2 separate regions of the Anas platyrhynchos genome follow, and region 1 is linked to region 2. The links are chromatin contacts, called in public Hi-C maps. All regions are on one chromosome and are shown on one strand. Each heading gives the region's core, a stretch centred on a gene start, on an enhancer-like site or on the middle of the called end of the contact. The rest is flanking DNA. Distances are from core to core; before and after follow the strand shown.

Region 1 (3,805 bases), core at 887-3,386, 45 kb after region 2:
TAATCATGTTAATTGGGTTAACATGAATTTGAGGAATAAGCAAGGCCTAGCAGGCTTAATGCACTGCTTTGACAAGTATTGCAGGTTCTTTTAGTAGATACTGTGATATCCCTACACCTCTGAGAGGTGATTTTCAAAGCAGTTACAATAGTTAGGTTGGGATTGCTTTTCCAAATCAAGAAACTCACTTGGCCACCATCACTCGAAACTCTGCCTTGGGCTCTGTAATTACAGCTACCCTCACCACAGGACGTGCGCTGCCTCTCAGGTGCCGCAGTGCTGCCGGCATTGGTCTGCAGAGCAGGAGGTAAAGAGAAGCTCTGACCAAGTTCACCAAGATCTTTAGGTACCTAAATTCCCACTGATGGTTGAGGGGTTAGGATTAACTCACCTAAAGTGAAACAAAAAACTTACAGGAAGCCTGTAATTTTTTTTTAAAGATCTTCTCAGATCTTCCTATGTTCTTTCTTTTTTTCTGGGTCCTTTTCCATGCGTTTATTTTGGCAGAGGGCAGTGTTCCTTTTTTTTTTTTTTTTTGGTCTGAAGTTTAAGAACGTTACAGAGTGGTTTCATTCCTATCCCAAAAGCACACTGAAGCAAAAATAAAACTTATCGTAGAGAGAATCACTGAATCATTTAGATTGGAAAAGACCTCTAAGATCATCTGGTCCAACCTTTAGCCTAGCACTGCCAAGTCCAACATTAAACCATGTAACCAAGAATGGAAGTATGCATGAAAAATGTAAGGAAGCATGAAGAATAGCCTGGTTTGTTGCTCTTCACAATTAAGTCAGCTGCTAGCTGTTAAATTTGTAGCAGTTGCAATTAAAAGTCAGCAGTGAAAAACAGATGCCACAGTATTTCCCTTTGATTTGCCACAAGTACTTCAGGTTATAAAACTATTTTGCAGTAAGTCTCCATAAACATAACTTTGTGTGTGTGTGTGAGAGAGGGTGCTGTACAGATAAGGGTTTGATGGGCACAACAGCAGTGATAAACACTTACGCATATACAAAATCAAGCATAGTTGTTACAAAAGTTAGGAAAGGATACCGACACCCTCTTACTTGGTTAGGGAAGTAGAAAGTTAGAGCAAAATAAAAGTAACCAAAGCTGTCAAGCTGTATCCAAAACCGTGAGACTTAAAAATCACACTTAAATTGAGATAATTGAACTAATTTTAGAGGACAGAAGTATACTTTTTCTTGGTTTAGAGAGGAATGTCCCCAAGTGGAATTCTGATCGTTTTATATTTCCATTTCATTAAAGAGGATGCAGTTAAATCAAATGGGGTAACGTGGGCACAGTGTTCATCTTGAATCATATCTGGTAATATAAGTTACCCAGTCATAACCTTGAAATTTTATTTCTCCCGTCACTGTAAAATTGTGTAACATTCACTTTGTTCCTTCTTTATGTAAAACTGCTCTTCTGAGTCCACCTGAGAAAGAAATCAGATCATTAAAAAATCCTCTTTATACAGAAACACGTGAAGAAAGCTGAAAATGCCATTCTAAGTGCTGTGTTTTCCTTTCAGTTTATTATACCAATTTATTCAGACTCATTCACCATAGGCAGCCCTTGGACTTAAAATTTCTCCACTCTATTAATAACCATACTGCCTAGAACAACAGGTACTACTACAAATTCTCATTACACAGAGAAATATTCCCCTTTCTACTTGAAATTTATGCATAAATGTATAGACTGTGTCAAAATTTACTCTGAAGAACAAGCTGTGATAGTTAATGTGCTTCATTAAGTAATGAGAAAAGAACGGACACAGATTGTGCTCTGTGCTCATGCCATCAGTCCTACTGGCATCAGGGGAACTGCCACAGGAGTGCTACTGCCCTGAAGCCATGGTTTGGAGGGCATGAAGTTTCATGCTACAGTATCTAAAAATACGTAGAAATTGGAACAAATTCAACTTCAGCGCAAGAAGACTGGCTATTTCAGCTATTCCAGTACTCCGGACTTCTACCCTAACAGTGGCCAATACCTGATGCCAAGGAAAAGTACAAACAAACAAAATTACAGTACTGCTTTCTCAGGATAATGTTACACACAGAAGGAAAGTAGCCTGCTATCCTAGATAATGAATCTCGATGTTCTACTACAGCAGTAGAAAACATCTATAGCACAGCCCAAACACTACAGAATAGCACAACAAGCATTTCTCTCAGCTCCCTGAAACATGGCACAACACTGTGGTTTGCAGCCAGACCCTTGCACGATCAGTCTTTCCATCAAATGATCCCTCCTGCAAGGAAAGGCAGGAAATTATACAATCCACAGTAGATTGTAAATTACAAATCTGGGGGATGCTTCTGAACACTTTTGAGTACCAAAGGTATCAATTTTCTACATATTTCTTATTGTATATTATACTAGGTTTCTCATGGAGAAATTGGCAGTGTCTTCAAGTTCATCCTTCGTCTATTCCACCACAACACTGCACTCAGAGCTCGCTCAGCTTTTTTCTTTTTATCTTCTCAGTATTGTGTCAGAAGCTCCCATGACAACCTGAGAAGCAACAGAAACTTGAGGCAGATTTTGGAGTACACCGCATTTATCGTAAGCGAAACAGGGCTAGGCCATATGGTCCTACATTTTAATGTGATGTAATCTAAAACTAGTTTTTATTTACTTCGTACAACCTAATACAGTCGTTGTCTTTACAGTATTTTGCACTTCAGATGGGTCTTCTAAAGCTGTTTTGCCTGCAACCAAATTTGTTAATTTGTTCTGGAAGTTCTCCAGAACAAGAAACGGTACGCTGCAAACTCAAATGTCCCTGGGAGTTTCATAAGGTAATAGAAATAAAGTTGTAAACATAACCTTGACTGCCGCTCACTTCGCTATGATGAAACTAATCTAAGACACCCTCATATAGTACGTCTCTGGAGTGAGTTAAGTGAGTCCTTCTGTTTCTGTAAATACAGAAGAACCAAGTTTAATTAAGCTGACACAGAGAGAGTAAGTTTACATCTAGACTCCCATCCTTCAAAATAATTCAAAATCTTCAACAGTCAGTTATAAAAATCTGTCTCTAAAACCTAAATGCATGCCTGGTCCATGACTAGGGATCATTGGTGCCCAGCATTCATACCTATTTTGAAAAACAAAGTGACAATACAGGGTAAAAAATAAATCACATCGCAATTTTTATAGGCTAAATCGCCTACTTTTTATAACATACATATATATTGTATTTTCATCATAGACAGTGTCTAAGATGACGTGGTTATTTCCTACAGGACAATGCTGGAGAACTACGAACTTCAGTTCAGTTTTGGCCTCTCATTTAACACTGATTGCTAGCTGTTTATTCTATCGCTAAAATCAGGATCATTCAGACATTTACTGCAACCGTCCCTGCAAAAACTTGTTGGATAGTGCCTTGAAGATGTAAACAAACAACAGAAAACTACTATTTAATCATTAAAATTGTCCAGTAGTGAATAAACTACTGCTAGAGAAACAGACACCAAATGCCTGAAGCAGAATCTCACTTGTTTGGATGGTTTACTAGAGAGATTTAATTGACACACCAGCAGGTTATTTTGCTGAACTCCCTGCCTGTACTCTGGTTCTGCTCACAGACAGATCAATGATCTTCAAGTCTTGTTCCCGGCCTCTGTGGCTTCAACATATCTGACTGTGCAAATTATTATTTTATCCCTTTTGATTTCATAAGCTAGCTGTGTTACGTACAATATTGTCATAAAGAGATATTATCTCCTCTTTTAATAATTCAATAGAGCTTATAATTAAGAATTATTTATTAATATCCCTGTACCTG
Region 2 (3,424 bases), core at 754-3,253:
ATGTTTACATTTGAATATTCCTGCCTTTTAAAGACATATTTAATAATTACCTGACGTTATACTGACTGAGCTTGCAACAGTCAAACACATCGTATAAAGAACAACTGAGATGCCCCTTTACCTACAAAGGTGCACAAGGCAAGCTGAATTTTTTTTTAGTGTTTCTCTTGTATGTACTACTAGAAAAAAACATAGCCCTGTTGGTAGAGCAATGGAAAATTAAGGAAAATTATTATGAAACTGAATTTGTCATTCAAATTAAATGATTTTGATTTAAACCTTGCAAAATTCCAGGCCCAAAAGGTGTGGAAAATTATTCTCACTTGCACACTTCTTGGCAAACAAAGTAAGAAAATCTTTGCCTTTCAGTTGCTTCCAAAACCTCATTCAATAAAAATTCACACAAAACAAAAGAAGGTGAGGCTTTCCAAGTCAAATGAAACTGCAAAAATATTTCTGAGATGATTAGGGAAAATGTGGTCATTGCTTTGCACTATTGTAATCATTAGCATAAGGCAGTTGCTCTCCTGCTGACAGACATTAGATGGCACTTTGGAATTTTGCAGTTCCCATACAAAGTTTGAGAGCACGCACTTCAGAGAGGAAGTGTGAGACGTGAAGGTGGGCTACTGTTGACTATAGAGAGAAGAAAGAGGTGTTTCGCAAAGGCATGCATCTTTGAGCTAACGCATTTTCAACCACACATGTAAAACTATAAAATAATATGAAATTGATTTTTGAAAAAAATCATTCTGTTGGAAATAATAAAATAATTCCTTCCTCACCAGACAGACGAGTTTCTCAGTTGCTTGGTTCCCTGTTTTAATTTTCAAATGATTCCTTTGGGATCTACTTTTTAAATTAGCTTTACAGACAAAGTTTTAAACAAACGCTTCTCAGATAATGCATCAGCTTTTGAGTGGATTTTGCTGCATGCCAACAGAGCTGAGTCTCAAATAACTCTAATAAGTGGGGTTTAGGTGTTCCCTTACCAAATCCCTTCGGGAAGGAACATCACAGGTTCTGATGGATTTGGTCAAATCTTCTTAGCTGTAGCTGAAATTTATGCTAATATTCCCATTCACTTTTATATCCATGTTTTTGCCATCTAAGGCCTTACACATGAAGACTGAAGAGCAATCATAAGGGAGAAGCTATAATGAGAAAAAGAAGAACCAGGAATTATAAATTCTCACAGAAATACTACTTGATTCCATCTTTCCGAGGCTTCCAACTGATATACACCATGACGAAGGCTGCATAACCCCTTTTCTTTTGTAGCCTTGTCCCATCACATTCCTCCTGCAATAGTGGAAGCAGGTTCTATGACTTCTCTTGGAATTTGGCTAATCCCAGCAGAAAGGCAAACAGCAGGAGCTTCTTGAGCTCACAGGAGCGCAGTAGTTTTACTGTCACTTTGGAAGCTCTTTTTTTAGAACACCTGCACTAATTCCAAGAGAGCTAGTGCTCTGGCTGAATTCCTGTAAGATGCAGGCTGGCTTAGCAACATTGTCATAAGCGACCAGCAGTACTTTGCCTCTGAGAAGCAGCATCTGATGCTCCCAGTTTCTACTGTTGCTGAGCTATCAACAAAAGATCCTGACTCTCACTGTAAACCTGGAGCTGCTGCTTTCACAGAGACGGGACAACGTCCATATAATAAAAATAAATAAATAAATAAATAAAGGAGACAAAAGCTCTGACCTCCAAGCTAAACTTGATGATATTGTTCCCAGCACAGCAGAAGCTGGGTTAGAACCATGCCTCATGCATGGCAAGAACCATGCTCCCCTGGAAGGCAGCTGAGTAAAGGCTCCTAGTTCCTAACTGTGCTGGGATTCACAGGTACAGCGATTCCCCCTCAACTCACACTGAATTCTGACCCAAGAACTCAAAGACTCATTCTCCCATGGGAATCATATTCCCAAGTCCCCACCCCCTGCATCCTTTGAATAGTTGCACATAGGCAGAACCTGAAACCTGACCCTGGTCATTCCTAGAAGTTCAGTAAGACCACTCATACGTACTGAATTTACAGGATCAGGCTAACGGCATAGCTAGTGCATGCATAACTGCACAGTGATCTGCAGGCCAAAAGAAAACAGGAGATGAATTACAGAGCTAGAGGAGCAAAGCGATGGGGCACCAGCAGCTGGCTGGGGAACAGTCGTGGCACAGCTCTGACACCGAGGTCTGTCTCATCCATACCACACCCTCAAATCAGAACTTACATTTCAATGGTCTCAGATGGATTTATAAAAGAATTAGGACTATCCCTAGGAAGTCTTTCACATTTGCGATCTGCTCAGTACCAGTACAAGTGGAATGTGCACAGGTTAACTACTGACGATTTTTTTCCAGGTATTTGGCATCGTATCAGGAAATAGCAGGGAGCTGTCATGAACCTACAGCCTTGTTGTCTGTACCTGACCTTACCTGTAAGGCAAGCAATGCATGTCATCTTCCATGCTGTCAGTCCCTTAACATGAGCACAAATATATTATATAACCAAGGAAAAAATGCTCTACAGCCAAGAGGCACTACAAACCAAGTAATTAAATAGAAGTTTAAGCAGAGATGAAACTGCATTCTGTATGCGGGGGGGGGGGGGGGGGGGGGGGGGGAAGCTGAGCACTCAGTGCTGCTCATATCCCATTTTCCTTTCTTCTCTGCATATATTCTAACATACGTACAATACTAACGCACCCATGTTCTTACTGTCAAAGCACTGGAAATAGTCTTTATGTTCTAACAGACCACACTATGTCAGTGTGGAGCAAAGAATCTCAAATAAATCTAATAAAATACAGACAGAAGAGTTATTGTTGCCCAAACTGCAACTTAGAATGGTTAACTTAACGGTATTTTCTTAGAAATGCAACTTGAGCTAATCTTGTATTTTCCTTCATTCTCACCATGTGTTCTGGTGTGCTTTAGAGTTCACCTTTTACTGGAAACTGACCCTCAATTCACAAACTGTCATTTTTGGCAGAAGTCACAGGTACCTCAGATTAACATACAGATTGAAGAATACTGGTGCTTAGTTATGGCTAAGAAATAACTCAAAAAATAATAAATATATATATATAAATAAAGGAAAATGTGTTTGTCAGTTTTAAAAGAGATGCTATTTTTCTGGAAAGTAAGTTGAAATATAAAGGATCCAAATCTTAACTATGAAAATATTCTGCAGCTTTGTTCCTTAACTTGATTTTCCTTGAACAGGAAAACACATTTGCAAAGTGAAGAAAGCCCAATTTTGTATTATTATTAAATTGGTGGATTATTGGCATTTCAAGATGTCCTTCTGGGGTATTATTTATTGGAAGGATGTCTGTGGGTTTTTCTCCTCACAAGGGTGTTAACAGAAACAAAACGAAACAAAACAAAATAAAACAGTATGCAATTTCTTTCAAGTTTGCTC

Evidence for each region. Hi-C and Micro-C count contacts between places; a contact is called where the count stands out from the background.
Region 1: a contact with region 2 is called in a Hi-C map of skeletal muscle, with 1.5 times the contacts expected there. The contact joins two enhancer-like sites. A contact is called at or near these places in 3 of 8 Hi-C or Micro-C datasets (liver, skeletal muscle and small yellow follicle).

The regions. Positions count from the first base shown.
Region 1 is chr16:10,961,050-10,964,854 of IASCAAS_PekinDuck_T2T, forward strand. The region is part of intron 3 of ARVCF (ARVCF delta catenin family member); the gene reads right to left. Among named protein-coding and RNA genes, the nearest start is that of ARVCF, 77 kb to the right of the region's middle. Within about 2 kb of position 2,137, at least 2 of the 8 cell types and tissues checked have an H3K27ac peak or open chromatin away from gene starts, as enhancers often do.
Region 2 is chr16:10,915,743-10,919,166 of IASCAAS_PekinDuck_T2T, forward strand. The region is part of intron 3 of ARVCF (ARVCF delta catenin family member); the gene reads right to left. Among named protein-coding and RNA genes, the nearest start is that of ARVCF, 120 kb to the right of the region's middle. Within about 2 kb of position 2,004, at least 2 of the 8 cell types and tissues checked have an H3K27ac peak or open chromatin away from gene starts, as enhancers often do.